Linked DNA regions of Triticum aestivum: region 1 is linked to region 2. The links are chromatin contacts, called in public Hi-C maps. All regions are on one chromosome and are shown on one strand. The core of a region is the stretch at or near the end of the contact, and the rest is flanking DNA. Distances in the headings are between cores, read along the strand shown. Region 1 has its middle 130 kb from the start of LOC123169266. Region 2 holds the start of LOC123169266 (auxin-responsive protein SAUR32).

The links. Hi-C and Micro-C count contacts between places; a contact is called where the count stands out from the background.
Region 1: a Hi-C map of leaf shows a contact between it and region 2, with 2.3 times the contacts expected there. The contact joins the enhancer-like site here to the promoter of LOC123169266 in region 2. A contact is called at or near these places in 2 of 5 Hi-C or Micro-C datasets (both in leaf).

The regions. Positions count from the first base shown.
Region 1 is chr7D:497,017,507-497,020,907 of IWGSC CS RefSeq v2.1, forward strand. No RefSeq gene overlaps it. Among protein-coding and RNA genes, the nearest start is that of LOC123169266, 130 kb to the left of the region's middle. Within about 2 kb of position 1,310, at least 2 of the 8 cell types and tissues checked have an H3K27ac peak or open chromatin away from gene starts, as enhancers often do. A contact at or near this core is called in leaf, where this site is marked.
Region 2 is chr7D:496,884,462-496,888,008 of IWGSC CS RefSeq v2.1, forward strand. It overlaps LOC123169266 (auxin-responsive protein SAUR32), which reads right to left and starts at 1,796. Exons shown (of 1, transcript XM_044587098.1): 1 at 811-1,796. The coding sequence starts at 1,505. The coding sequence ends at 1,110.

The DNA of each region.
Region 1 (3,401 bases), core at 60-2,559, 130 kb after region 2:
GATGACTTTGTCAATCTCAATATGTCATGCTGGCTCGGTATGTCGGTGATGTTCATAGCGGTAAGGTATGCGTGCCTGCATGCATTCATAGAAATTATTGTATATATGTGTATGTGGGCATCTGCGATCATACTGTGTTCAAAAAAACGAAGAATAAAAAATACAATCAAGGCTGAATGATCCTCAGACGCGTCCGTCGCCCGCCTTTGACACCGCTGTAGCAGTCATAAAAACAATGTGACGGATCACCTCATTATCCAAGCCAGACGGTGCTCTATCGGTGATACGCATCTTTTCGGACCTCTATCCATTTGCCCTTCCCCGCACGTGTTTGTCGAAAAGAAAACGCACGCTTGCCAGAAACGTATCGTACGTCACCGTACATCAAACGCATGCGCGCCGAGGGTGCATGCGGTGCACTCGCGCCCGGGGCGGTGGCTAGCTACGCGGCGGCACCCTCCGCGGACGCGGATCGAGGAGGGCGATGTGAGCCCGCAATTCACGCAGAGTGAAAAAATAAGCCCCATTCAGTTGGCTCCCCCTCCACGCGTAGATGATTTCCGTGGTTCGGCCGTCCGTAAGTGTAGCATCGCTGCTTCTAGAGGTTACTTAGTCTAGCCTCTCGAGTCGACTGACAAAATCTACAGGAATAGGAGCGCGTGTGAGGAGCTAGGCATGACAAACTGGTGGTTGGAGCGCGCACAAGGGTCAAGCGGCGCTGGAAAATACGAGCGTCGACCGTCTTGCGTTGCTTGTGTGGGTACGTATATATTAATACAAAATTGGATCATCTATTTTGAAGGAGGGAGTATATCGGACGTGTCTTGTTCTAGCCGCTCGTCCTCCTTGTCCTTTGCTCCTCGCCAGAATCTTCGGCCCTAGCCTCTATCTCTCTATCAATCTATCCATCCATCTGATAAAGGAGGTAGTCGATACCTACCGGTGCTCTGGCATCCTACGTATACTACGGTGTACGTGTAGCGGGCACGTAAAGAGAGCTCGATAGAGACGAGATCAGTTGGGAGCCAGATAGCTATGACTCCAAAGCCCGGCCGCTTAGACGACGCAACCCTTACTTGTCCGAGCGCGACGTGTACGAGCCTACGAGATTAGCGCTAACAAGTGCAAGATTGCTCGAGTCACGACCGACTCAAAAGCGCTAACGAGTGCAAGATTGCTCGAGTCACGACCGACTCATCAGTTTCGTAAGAGACGAACGCGCTCGCTGGCCACGTTCCTGATCCACCTACCGCCCAGAGCTGACCACGGGAGCCCGGCCAATTTCCCGCACGAAACCCGGCGGGGCGGGTGACCGAAGCGTGCCGCTTGCCTCGGCGGCACAGGCGTACAGCCGTCCAGGCTCCGGAGCGGGGGCAATGCACACATGGCGTGCGTGCTCCGTGGTTCCTGGATAAAACGCACGCGGGCGAAAGGGCCGGAGGATTCACGCCGAACAACCGGGAAACTCTCGCGGGCGGGCGGGCTGGCCGGGCGCATGTACACCTGTTGAGCAGCGATGCTACACTTACGGACGGCCGAACCACGGAAATCAACTACTCGTGGAGGGGGAGCCAACTGATTGGGGCTTATTTTTTCACTCTGCGTGAATTGCGGGCTCACATCGCTGTCTCATTCTGCCACATCAGAGCGTAGCCAGCTTTCCGTGGAAGTTGCGCGTAAGCGTACCATTGCTGCCTCTAGAAGCTCATCTTTTGTCAATTATTGCTTCAGAATATCAATGTCTGAAGGTACATAGCTCTTGCATGCATGCATGAGCCCGTGTGGGCCAGCAGAAAATAGTTCTATAATAACCTGCGCCGCTACTCCTACAACGGCAGTACTTACTATTTTATATGAATTGACCCGTGAAAATGTTAGTGATCAGGCTAGTGCTATTCAGATAGGCTGAATATACTATCCAACTGTCGGCCCGACCGGCTCGCTTGAATTATTAAAGCAGAGTACGTACAAGGGAAGGACAAGCAGAATCCTGGACGGTGCTACAGTAGAGGGCAGGGCAACAAGCACACCAAGAACCATCATCAAGTATGGTCTGCGGTCACTCACTCGCGATCGCTTTGCTTTGCTTTGGTTCCAATAATTCAGCCAAAGCTAGGCGGAAAAAGATACAAAGCAGCGGCTCAGGTTTTTGCTGGTGGTTGAAGATGTGCTCTGCTGTGCTTGCTGGTCAAACATCCAGCACCTCCGGACTCCTCATGCGCTCCTCTAAAACTATCATTGCAACGGAAGATGGTTAATTAACAGAAGGAGAAAAATAGGTATATTCTATCCCTGAAAGAGACCTTGGAACTGTGTCCGGTAAAAAAGTATAGTGACTCCGGTTGTTGGAAGGTTCTGTTGTCAACTCGCACCTCGTTCCTTTGCTAAATTTGTTAAGAACAGAAAGTTCAGCAAATACGTACAGAGACCAAGATGTTTTTCTCTTCGGTATATTAGCGCAACTCTAACCGATCCCTAAAAATAAAGGAGGATACGGAGGAGTAACCCTTAGTGGAGTATTTTTACTCCACTGAGATTTGGTCGGAACTAACTGATCATGAGGAGTCCGGAGGTGCTGGATGTTTGAAGTATACATTGCAACTACATATAACGGAGTAAATTTTTGTTTTTGCTAACTTTGCAATTCTAGTATACATTGCAACTACATATTAGCGCATATATAGAAACTAAAACATAATATGAATGTTCAAGCTAATCACGAATATAGTTTACACACCGAATTTAAAGTTTACAAACTGAATTATTCAAATTTGAACACATCGAATGGTCCAAATGTAGCAGAAAATATTAGAGTATCGGTTAGGTGCGCGCTAGAGGAGTAGAACCGACACTTTTACTCCTCTAACGCCGGATAGGGGATCGGTTAGAAATGCCCTTAAGATGGTCGAAAGTATGGTGTTGTTTGCCTTGCTGATAACTATGGCTAAGAAAAATCTGACGAGAAGAGACATCAAGTTTTTCTCCATCAATGGTACCATTAGATCCGACATCAAAATTAGTCTTACAAACAAAGTAGAGGGTTTCAATCTTTTGCTTACATATTATAGATACGAAAACTATGGGTTAAAGCCGCATGTTTGAACTATGCAAATCAAAACTTGTAATATTTTAGAACGGTGTCATCTACTATTTTAGAACGGATGGAGTATGGTTGAAGATGCAAAATTCATCAGTGATAAGCCTCCTAGCTGTGTTTCTGTTCTAGAAACCGACGTCCACGTGCTAAAAAAAAACCGAGGGAATAATCCTGGGGCTTAATTTGGAAGATTGCAGAGAGGTTGCGGTCAGATAACACGAAGGGAGGAGCGATCGAGCTCATAATGAGAAGGACTAAGCATGGAATGAGACCTGGCCATCCATCCATCCATATTTGCCTTTGA
Region 2 (3,547 bases), core at 546-3,045:
GTTGCTATCCAAGAAGGGGGTTTACACCAAGAAGCAAAATAAGAAAACCATCTGGCCTAAGAAGGTTTGTGTATCTTTCCCTAAAAAAATAGAAGGTTTGTGTATCTGCTGCATGGTGGTCAAGTCAGATCTTGCCTTCTCGTACTGCGTGTCTGCCTGTCCTTCTGGCCTAGGAAGTTTTGTCTCACTCCATCCTTCCTTTCCACTGCGGCGCCGCCCTGTCCTTTCAGATAGACATCAGCTTCTCCTCTGCCACAAGAAGCTCTGAACGGCGCACAGGTGCCTCGATATTCCCAAAGATGGACACGTAGGTGCCATATATGGGTGGCGTACACTTAATCTGTTGATTAGTAGTGGAGTAGGAGAATATTGATGAGTACATATGTGAATGTTTACATAGTACTCCACTAGCATCCACCACTAATCCCCTGCTTGATTGGGGAAATTTAATGTAGGAGGCAGACAGTAGATGGGACAAAAGAAAGAAGGAAAATAGATCCTTTGCAAGCTAGAGGTCCCTAAAAGAATTGAAAGAAAATAGATCCTTTGCACGCTAGCTGGACAGTTTCAAATTATTATTTTTTGCTTGTCAAGGAGTTAATTGTGTCTAAACTTGGAGTACTCTCTTCGAAACCACTTAATGTTCTTCAAAAGTTTGTTCATTAATTCTTTGGCCCCGGCGTACGTGCGTATGGATGAACCATGATGAACAACACCCCAAAGAAAGATTCTTCTATGGAAAGAGAATACTACCAACCACACAGTCTGAAAGCCAAAGGCAATTCAGTAAAGGAAAGGGACAAGAGAACATCTGGTTAATCTATTATAGGCACTGAAATATCGGAAATATCTTCGATTTTCATCATCGTCGATGGATCATCACCACAAGCTGGAACGAAATCCGGATGATCCATCTGTGTTTCCAAGTTCCAACACGCCCGCCCGCAGACCCGAACACACTAGCTAGCACTCAACCCACGCATGATCCTTCGATCATCACATACCTGACCGCCTAATTAAACCAACTCTAATTAACAAAGCAACGAGACGAGGCCGGAGACGGCGTCTATCCGGCCGGCGAGGGCGCGCGAGATCCGCGTCGACGGATCTCACGCCCTGAAGCAGGCGGCGAGGTGGAAGTGGAGGTGGCCCGAGGAGGAGCCGTGGTGGTGGTGGCCGCCGGAGACGAGGCGGCCGGAGCCGGAGCCGCCGTGCCGCTGGCCGTCGATGATGGCCTGCACGCGGCGGAAGTTGTCGACGCCGCAGGGGATGGTGATGGCGCCCTGCTGCTGGAAGCCGTACTCCTCCTCGGCCTCCTTGAGTAGGCCCACGAAGAGCGGGTGCTTGAGGTAGCCCACCGGCACCACGAACCTCTCCTCCTCCTCCGCGCGGCCGCCCGGCCCCACCACGCGCACCGCCATGCACCCCTTGGGCGGCATCGACGACCCGCCGCTCGAGCCCCCCGCCGCCGACGAGTGCTGCTTCCTCAGCAGGCTCACGCCCATATATGTCGATCTATACGCCTACCCTGCACCAAGAAAGAAACGCTCTCTCGCTCGCTAGACCACGACGGCGACCGGCGTCCGACGGCGGGCGTCAGAGCGCGGGGCGGCGGCACGCTGGACGCTGCATGGTGGCCGTCAAGGAGGACCACGGGGGAGTGGCTAGCTAGGGTTGGTGGTGGTGCTTGGCCCGTTGGGGTTCCCGGTCTCGGCTACGGCGCCTGTGCCTGCCTCGATCTGCCCGTGCGTGCCCTGCGCTCGGTGCGTCTGGTCCGGGAGGGGGCGGGGGCGCGTGTGTATAAGAGGCGGGGGGCGCGGGCTGCTTTGTTTGTTGCCATCTGCCGCTCCCTTTTCCGTATTCCGTTTATCTTTCCACCAGGTATATCGAAAATCTTTTTTTTTTTGCAGGGAATATCGAAAATCTTTGCTCATAAATGTGGCACAGTACTGCAGTATCTGCGCGAAAATGATCTCGTGATTAATCCCCACGTTTATTGTTCAGCCATAATATGTTTATTTTTCCTGTTTTACGCCGATCTGGTATATTTAGGGCTTATTTAGTTGAGATTCGGTTCCCCTCTGAAATCTTATCTCGCCGTATTGCGCGCATTTATTTCTCAAGATAATTCTACACGTGACTATGGAAAAAGATTAGCGTATTCAAAAAGATTAGCGTTTTGAATACGCTTTTAATACGGGGACGGGAGAGGGGCATCTGATCCCCCGGGGTATAGCTAGGCAGGCTACTGTGTGTGTAGCAGCTGGCGGAATGCCGTGTGTTGCATAGACAGTCTTTTTGTGTGTGTGCGAGAGGGATCTCTAGTGCCGTGTGTCGCATAGTCTCTTGACACTTCGGTTGGTGATGCTACTGCTAGAGTAGAGCCTAGAGCTCGGTGGGCACTAAACACGGGCGCAGGTCGGTCCAGCCCGGTGAACAACTGTATACACCAGTACCTAGTGCGACAAAAACATGTACTACTATTTCCTCCGTTGTAAATTACTCCTTCCGTTACGAATTATAAGAAGTTCTACTTCGATTTAGTGTATATACAAAATGTATATAGACATATTTTAGTGTGTTTGTTCACTCATTTCAATTGCATATGTAGTCTATATTAAATATCTAGAACGTCTTATAATTCGAAACAAAGATGATATTTACAATCTAGGTTAGTTCTAAGTCAATTTTTTATATGTTTAAGCAAGTTTACTGACAAAAGAAACCAACATTTACAACGCCAAATTAGCTTCATTATGGCATCTCCAACGCCATTCTCTAAAGCAGACACACTATTCGTTTGCGGACTGGTTCGGATTGGTCTGTGAACTCGGATACAAGAGCCCGCCATCCAACAATATCCGCTCGTAATGTTTTTTTATCCGCAAAATTCAAAATAATGATAGAAAATAACACAATTCATCCATAAATAGCTTGCAAATATTCCTAGTATAACAATAGCTAAACAAGTGTAAATATTACATTCGAGATAACCAGATGTTCAGCAAGTTTTTCGAATCCATCGATTCCAAATTCAACGATACGCGAGTCATAATCGACAGATATCCTCCCATGCACCGTTGCCCTTAAGCTTCACCCAATAATGTTGAATGTAAATGGTTTGCTCTCGGTCCTGTAGTATAACACAACAATGTTAAACAATGAGTGAATCAATGAACTGATCAACATGTAGAGCAACAAGAAGCAAACATTACAATCTCCATGGTTGACGAGCCTGATGGGCACTTTGTCTCCACTTGTGCAACCACGCCGCAATACTTTATGAAGGCGTTAGAGATGGTGATCATCGATTGGCTAATGACTTCACATTACGATCATGGATCACGTGCATGCCGGAGGGCGCGAAGTGCTTTTCCTCAAGAAATGAAGCACGCTTGTTTTGTAAAAACACTGAGCCCCATTGCCTCATGCCTTCAAAGTCCGCATATATGACCTTCCACGCATCGCACAACAACTCATACTCCATCACCGAGTACCTCGTCATCGTGCTTACTCTAGAAAACAAAATGAAGTTCAACAAAAAACA